2 separate regions of the Sus scrofa genome follow, and region 2 is linked to region 1. A link is a contact called in public Hi-C data. All regions are on one chromosome and are shown on one strand. The core of a region is the stretch at or near the end of the contact, and the rest is flanking DNA. Distances in the headings are between cores, read along the strand shown. Region 1 has its middle 81 kb from the start of EFCAB1. Region 2 has its middle 46 kb from the start of UBE2V2.

Region 1 (4,046 bases), core at 639-3,138:
AGTTGAGTTTGGGAAGGAAGATGGTGCATTTGCTTGTCCAGGTCCCGCATTTCCAGTGACAATGTGGCCATCTTTTCAGCGGGACACTGAGAAGGCGTGAAGATCATAGCGTTCACTGTAAAGTCTTTAGTATAAACTGCTACACGAGGTGACAGTGCAGGAGGACAGTGTGAGGAGAGCAGAAGCCAGGATCTCAGCCTTGGGCTCCAGCTGCCATCAGGAGGAGGGGCAGGCAGCATTAGGGAAGGCAGACGCCTGCAGGGAAGGGGCGACAGGCAGAGACAGAGAAAGGGGAGGCTGGCAAAAGCCTGGTGTTATTTTGGAGGCCTGGGCTCAGAGCACAGGGTTTCCGACTGGGGGCCCCACGTTAGCGGCCGGCACATGAGGACCAGCTCACAGGGATTCTCCCATCAGGCTCTCACTGTAGCCCTTCCACTGATGTATAGCAAAGCTCTGTGTTAGGAAAGTAAAGTCCTTCCAGATAAAGAATTTGTACTGTTTTAGTTTCTGTCTCCGACGAAGGCCCAGAGAGAAGCAAGCCCCTCTTTTAGACTTTGGGGAGGGGGGCTCTCTAGGAGCCCCAGACGCATGCATGGGGGCTCTTTTGAGCCAAGGTGTAGAGCATGTTCTTGATGATTCTATGAGAATTCTTCATCTCTTGTCCAGTTTCATGTTATTTTAAAATAGTGCCTGTGGTTTAATCATTTTTTTTGAGATCTTGCTACCAGATTTTAAAAAATCTGCTTCTATGAGCCAAGATAATTTGCTCATATAATTGTTTTTGAAACAGATCTTATGCAAGACATTCTGTACTGGTAAAGCTGAGCTGTGCATCTGCTGACTCGTGGCCAGACACCAAGAAGGACCCCAGCCGATTAGCAAAGTTGTACCCTTGCCAGGGACGGGATCGGAGGCCCATGTGGCTGTCCTCATGACTCAGAGGAGGTGGGCCTGAAGGCCTGTGGGCGGCGGGGCTGGCAGTTCGCCGGCTCTCTGCTGCTGAGATAAGCAGTTCCTCTCCAGCCGGCACATGTGCCCCCATCCCCCAGGGAGGGGGTCCGGCTTCCTCTCCAGCACCCCCGCTCCCACCCCACTTCTTGGAGGCTCTTGGAAGAAGCCCGGTTCCCCCTGGATTTCTTACTGCAAACTTAACCTTGGGGCCCTGAAGTCCTCTCTGTTAAGTGGGTGCAGGAATAACAGGCAGACTGAAGGAGCCCTAGGGGCCTCACCCAGATCCATCTCACCCTGCCACGGTTCATGTTCTCAGAGCCTTGAATCTGGCAAAAAGCAGAAAGACAAAGAGATTTCAATTGGAACAACCATAAAATTAAAAACAGTTCTCAGCAAGCATGGCCACAGTCTGCCTGAAGCAGATGGCTGGTAGGTAGGGGCTTGTGACGGAAAGAAACCCGTCCCTGTCTTCATTTTGTTAGGCCTGTGCAGCGGCCTGCAATCAGAAATAAAAGGGCAGCTGGGTTCTGCTCCAAAGCGCCGCCTGCCCTCTGGCCCAGCAGAAGACCTGCAAGCGCAGCATGGGGTGCTGTTTGGGCCCCTGCAGGGTCCCTCCTGGCCACGCTGAGAATTTGCTGGTTTGCAGGTCGCCCTGGTGAGCAGGCTGCCTCTGTCCTGCTTCCTGGTTCATGCAATTCCCGGAACGCCACAAAAGCACATCTAGTTTCTTTAATTTTTTTTTTCCCAGGGCATTGTATTCTTTTATTCCTTCTGCTCCCCCTCTTTCTCTTTCTCTTGTTTTTACAATCTCCCTGTAATGACTAATTGGCAGTGTTTCCCGACTTTTTTATGTTTCTCTTGCTCTGGTTACAAGTCGTACTAACCCAGCAATATCCACAGGGACCAATAGACAGCCAACATTCCCAATGATATACAGCGCGCCCCCTTCTTTAAAGTGCAGCGCATTTACAAGGAAATGCACACGGCCCAGGGCCCACTCCCTGGGCGCTGGCGCTGCGCTCGCGTCTGGGGGCGCGCCCGCGGTCCCTGCTCTGCGCCCCCTCCCGTGAGGCCTCTCCTGGCGCCCACACCGTCCCTCCTCCGCGCGCCCCCTCCCCACGAGACCCCCTCGTGCGCCCCCGCCATCCCGCCTCCGCGCGCCCGCGGTCCCGCCTCCGCGCGCCGCCGCCTCCGTGCGCCCGCGGGGCCGCCTCGGTGCCCGTTTACTGCGCGCGGCAGCCACTCTGGAGCCGCCGCACATCTGGATGGAGTCAGGCCCAGCGCCCGGGCCGGCGCCCAGCCAGTCCCCACCCGCTGGATTTCCTGATGTAAACAGAGCAAGAACACAGCAACTCTGCTGAATGTGTCATGCAGCGCTCTTTATCTGCTTGAGGTCAAAAACGGCGACTTAGAAAAACAGAAGCGTTGCTTTGAATTTAAACAGCTAAGAGCCATAGAGGGGACGGGGCTGCGGGGCCGGGTGGGGCGGGGAGGGGGGAGCGCCTCCAAACTCACCTCCGGCTTTTGTGCCTGCTTGTTCCACTAGGTACTATTTGGGGGTAATTGGTAATTGAGAGGCTAATTTCATTATCTGCAGCCAAATGGGGAACAAGATGCAGTTTCTGTTAGTGGTGCTGGAGGCATGTGAGAGTTTCCCGTGCTGTGGGCCCGACTTTGCCGCGCCCCCCGCCCCCCGCCAGCCCGCCGCTCTGAGGAAACTGCCTTAAGACGCCGATTTCCCCAGAGGGAAGCCCGCTGCCCGGTTTCTGAGAGAACTGCATTGCTCTCTGCCACCGGGTGCCAGCCGGGAAAGCATTTCCTTCCCAGGTTCCCAGCAGGGCTCAGTGCCTGGGGCCGAGGGAGCCTGCGCACTGGGCACCCCCGTTCCCGTTCCCGCTGTCCGCGGGGGGGGGGGGGTGGGTGAAGGACGACGCGCTCCCTCCCCCGCTGTCCGCAGGGGGCTCTTGGCTCTCGCTCCCCAGCTGTGTGGGTTTCTTCTCCCCTTCTCTGGCTCTGGATGAGAGCTTAATGATTTGGGGTTCCGAACATTCATTAACTAGAAACCAACCGACTCTAAACCGTGACAATGTCATTTTGAAATAGATGGTAAGGAGGGAAAATACAAAATGATGGCAGAGTTTGTGTTGTCATCACCAATAATTAAAATGAAATGTAGATGGTTTCCACTTCAGTCACAAACCATTTACGCTGCGCGTCTAGAAGATCCTGGCAGGGCTTCCCTGGCCCCGAAGCAGCGGCTCCTTCAGCAAAAGTCTTTAAATGGAAACGAGGAGGAGCAGTGCCTCCGTGTCTGAGGGCAGTGCTGGCGAGGGCGGATGTGAGAGGCTGGGGAGGCTGGGGGCTGTCCGGGTAAGATTTCCGCAGAGCGGCTTCATGGGGCGGTTTGTCCAAACGTTTGAGGTCATGGGCCCAGACGGTGGCTGGACGTCAGGGCGCTGGAATGCTGCAGGAGCCTGGGCGCATCCCTGCTCTGTGAAAAGGCTCCCAGGGCACTCCTCTTCCTCCCACAGGCTGGGATTTGATGAACTGGCCAGAAACTGGGCCAAGACTTGCGGAGACAACCAAGGTCCAATTTGGCAAGTGGGCTGGTTGCTCTGCCTGGCATTTGATGATGAGATGGGGCCAGAACCCAGCGTCAAAATGAGGTTGGCCTTCGCCCCAGAGGCTGGGGTGGGGCTTGCTGCACCCCTGTGCGCTCTGCACGTGGAAATGCCCAGAGTAGGCGTGTCCAGTGACTTCTGTGATCACGTGGTGCCCTGCGTGGCAGAAGTCGTCTGAGGAGCCCAGGGGCTTGCTCAGTCTAAAGTGATTGCTCTTCCCTTTCCACAGCATTGGATTTTCACACAAGTCCTGTGGGAACAGGCGACAAGTTCCAGAAGAAGAGACTAGCACAGTCCTTTGGCCACATACCCACTCCAGGGGGCATGACAACCCTTCTCCAGGCTGGTGATGCTAAGTTAAGTCACGTGCCCGAGGTCAGCGCCTGTTAGGCAGTCACTGCAGGAAGACCTGGAGAGGCTTTGTCCTGCCATCTGAGTTGTGTTTCTATCCCTTTACCTCCCATCTATCACAGA
Region 2 (4,046 bases), core at 1,111-3,610, 150 kb before region 1:
CAGATTCGTTTCCACTGCACCACAAGGGGAACTCCAAAAATGCCTGAGCTTCTTAAGCAATTGACACCTGCTTTGGGCCTCGGTGTTTTTATGTGCGAAGTGAAGAGAGGGGCTTCAAATCCTTGGAGGAGCCCAGGGATCCCGGTCTCCCTGGAGGGCTGCTGGGATGCAGGGTGGAGCCTGCCGGACTGTTTCAGCCAGAGACATTCCACGTGTGGCCCACACTCAGAGCATTCCGATACGTTTTCACTTGAAGAAGGAAGGCCGTGACTAAAGGGGAAGTTACTGCGTGATTTCTGACAGTATCAAAATGCAATGAAATTGTTTTTTGAAAAGACTGAGATGAAATTAGGTAGCATTAAAAAAATTATCCATTTTATTTTTTAAAATTTATTTAAATTTTTTTTTTTGGCTTTTAGGGCCACACATGCAGCATATGGATGTTCCCAGACTAGGGGTCAAATCCATGCTACAGCTGCTGTCCTACACCACGGCCATAGCAACTCGGGATCCGAGCTGCGTCTGAGACCTACACCGCAGCTCATGGTAACACCAGATCTTTAACCCACTGAGTGAGGCCAGGGATCCAACCTGCATCTTCATGGATGCTGGTCAGATTCATTTCTGCTGAGCCATGACCGGAGCTCCTAAAGTTGCCTGTTTTAAAGTGGGCAGTTCAGGGACATTTAGCGCACTGACAATGTGGTGCCATCACCCTGATCCCATCATCAGTCCCTCTCGGTCCCACTCTCTTCCGGAGCCTGCCACCCCCAGTGCCCTTTCTGCCCCTGCTCTGGACGGTTCAGGTAAATGGAATCCTGATGCGTGAGCCTCTGTGTCCGAGTTCTTCCCCGGGGCCTTGGGTTCGAGGTTCCTTGAGTCGTGAGGTGTCTATTCTTCCATCCCTTTGCTGTGTCTGAGTAATACCCATGCGGTAGGAACACACGTGTTGTGCACCCGTCCGTGAGGGTGCTGCACCTGCTCCCAGCTTCTGATTATTGAGAAGATGCTGCCGTGAATGTGTGTGCTGGGGATGTGAGCTGGCTCCAATTCTCTGGGGGCATCAGGATTGCAGCTGTGAGACCCTTAAAGGGGGACAGTGAGTGCCTTGTTTTCCATTCCCTTTGTAAGTTTTTTTTTTTTTTTTAATATTTTTGTTTGTTTTGCTGTGCCTGTGACATTTGGAACTTCATGGGCCAGGGGTCGAACCTGTACCACAGCAGCGACAACATCAGATCCTTAACCCACTGAGCCACCAGAGAACTCCCTGTAAGGTGTTTTTATGGAACAGAATTTAAAAATTTTAATTGAGTCAGATTTTGCTTTCTAAAAGGTACAGCCTTGCCTTTGTCATCTGTCCCTAATACTCTTCATTTTGTTTTGTTTTGTTTTTTGTTTTTTGTCTTTTTAGGGCTGCACCTGTGACATATGGAAGTTCCCAGGCTAGGGGTTGAATAGGAGCCTTGGGAGGTAAGGACGAGGGAGAGGACAGCACTCGTGGTTTCAAGTGCTGCCAAGGTGCACATACTGGAACCACAGGTAAGAGGCCACAGGTTGGAGATCTGAGGCTACAGGTGCCCCTGAGCTCTTTCACCAAGAGGAGGGGGCACCCTCTTCCTGGGGGGTGGAGGTGGGAGTCACCTAGGAAGCAGCAGCTTGGCCACGCGGAATGCCCTGCTGGGAAGGGGGGTCTGTGGGGCCAGGATTGTGCTTATGCCACACCGTCTGCTGGCTGAGCACAGGATGGGAGGGCCCGGGCTCCTTGCTCAGGTGCTCGGGCTTCATGGACCTGCTCCCATGGCTCCTCCTGCCCTTTGCAATGTGACCCGCTGTGCTCTGCCTCCTTTGTGCAGCTCATTCTCAGGCAAAAGGCGCTCCCTGCACTGACTGGCCTCCTCCGGGCATCCCACTAGAGTCACCTCCTCAGTGTGCATCTCGAGCTGGGCTCGGCACTGCAGAGGTGCATGTGGGTCACTGTGCAAGCTGGAGATTTTGTGTTGGGGACATTATGGGGCAACTTGCGTGCTAGTTGTACTAAGTGTGTCTGCGTAGCAAGGGCGACCTTCAGGACCTCTGACCCTGCAGGAAGCAGTGGCACACGGCCAGGCTCCACGGTCACATCCTGACGGCTGCTGTTTGTACCCAGTTTCCTGAGGTGGAGGAGACAAAGGCCTCTTCTTGGTCCCAGGTGCCAGCCTGGCCAGGCAAAGACAAAGGGACACTTAGATAAAGTCTCCAGACACCCGCTTAGCTGCAAAATTGCCTCTCCAGCGTCGCATGTTGTGCAAGTCTGCAGATCTTCAAGTGAATTTCTGGAGCTGGCTCCAGTGAGCCTGTGCTCTAACTTCTCCTTCTGCCGTGGGAGGGAACAGGGAAGGGATTAGCTGTCTTTTTTCCCCTTCCAGAGAACTGCCAAAACAATTTGGACTCTCCCAGATGGAGCCAGTTTTGAATTGTGGTTCTCTGGAGGCTGCTTTGGAAGAAGACTCAGCAGTTCTGAGAACCCCGCTGCTGGGGCTGCCAACCTGCTCGTTTCCCTGGCTGCAGCCTCTGTTCCCTGGCGTCGGGTCAGCACGGCCCCGCGCTCTCCGTGGGCTCACAGCCGCGGCCTGGCCCTGGCCTGCTGGTCGCAGGGGCCCCAGGCAGTGCGTGGGCGGAGGCTGGGCTCTGGCTGCCTTGTCCCTCCTGGGGCCGGCACCCCCGGCTGGGGTGCACGTGGCTTGGGTGCCTCCTGGAGCTGAGACGGAAGGTGACAAGGATTGGGTCGGGTCAGAGGGAGTCATGATCATCCGCGAGCACAGGGTCAGAGTGCCAGGCGCCTTTGGATGGAGTGGGGAGCAGAGGGGTAGAGGACTGACTGGACTCGGGCTGTCCCTGTGTCTGTCCCTGGGAGCGGGTTGCAGAGCCCTGGTCTTGATTTCTGGCTTGATTCAGAGAGGAGGAATGGGCCTTCTGTAGCCAGAGGGTGTGCGTGTTCAGCCGGTTTCAGGGGGCTGCCCGTGACAGGGGCTGCTGCTGAGGAAGTGAGGTCCTGGGCTGGCAGTGGCTGGAGGGAGTGTGTGCCATCGTCCCCTCTCACAGACCTTTCCCTGGAAGAGAAACACACCTAAGCCCAGAGTGGTTAGCTGCTCTTCCCAGCAACACACCGGGCAAGGGTGGGACTCAAGTCAGACCTGGCGCCCGCCAACCACCCTGTGCCTGGAGCCTCACCACTGCCGTTCACAGCTTTGGGTTGAGCCCTGAAGTGTTTTGATGACCCTTCTCATGGTTGTCTTTTGGCATCAAAATAAATGTGGAAATGAGAGGCCTGGTGGTTGACCCTGAAGGCTGGGGCCTGTCCTCTGCACCTGGTGCTGGGAACAGAGGGTAAAAGACCCTGTTTGCTGCTCCTGGGGAGGCAGGTTGGGAAGCAGACCCTGGACGCACAGCATCGTCATCTCCATGGTGCATGTGAGCAGGAGAAGAGTTGCTGAGGAGGGCTGGCAGAGCAACCGCAGATCAAGAAGCTCAAGTAGGAGCTCCCTGGTGGCTCAGCAGGTCAAGGACCTGGTATTGTCGCTGCTGGGGCTCTAGTGTAGGTTCCATTCCTGGCCCGGTAACTTCTGCCTACTGCAGGTGCAATAAAAATAAATAAATAAATAAAAATAAAAGAAGACGTTAAAAAAAAGTAAAAGCACATCAGCTTGTTTGGGGTAGTGTTTCCATTGTTTTGGTAAAAACATAATACAGAGCAGGTATGAGCTAAAAAATGCAAGTTGTATAATTGCCATGATTCCACATATGCTCCTGTGTTTGCACATAAAACTGGTATTCTGTAATAAAAGCTGAGCAGTAAAATTCATGCTAATAATCAAAACTGTAATTATTGTTTACCTTTGAACTGTTGTTTGAAACAACAGTTCAAACGATAACTATTGTTTAAATTATTGAAGCTTTAAATAGCAGAAAGCAAACATCATGACCAGTGAGGAGAGACCACTCGGAGAGGAAAAAGCTGCTTATTTCAGTTCCGTTCCTGGCACCTTCACCCTTTGCTGGGCGCTGCA

The links. A called contact is a pair of places that touch in the nucleus more often than the background predicts.
Region 2: a Hi-C map of skeletal muscle shows a contact between it and region 1, with 6 times the contacts expected there. The contact joins two enhancer-like sites. A contact is called at or near these places in 2 of 47 Hi-C or Micro-C datasets (liver and skeletal muscle) and 1 of 2 datasets of contacts at active chromatin or transcription factors (skeletal muscle).

The regions. Positions count from the first base shown.
Region 1 is chr4:79,454,358-79,458,403 of Sscrofa11.1, reverse strand. No RefSeq gene overlaps it. Among named protein-coding and RNA genes, the nearest start is that of EFCAB1, 81 kb to the right of the region's middle. Within about 2 kb of position 1,888, at least 61 of the 83 cell types and tissues checked have an H3K27ac peak or open chromatin away from gene starts, as enhancers often do. A contact at or near this core is called in liver and skeletal muscle, where this site is marked.
Region 2 is chr4:79,604,770-79,608,815 of Sscrofa11.1, reverse strand. No RefSeq gene overlaps it. Among named protein-coding and RNA genes, the nearest start is that of UBE2V2, 46 kb to the left of the region's middle. Within about 2 kb of position 2,360, at least 28 of the 83 cell types and tissues checked have an H3K27ac peak or open chromatin away from gene starts, as enhancers often do. A contact at or near this core is called in liver and skeletal muscle, where this site is marked.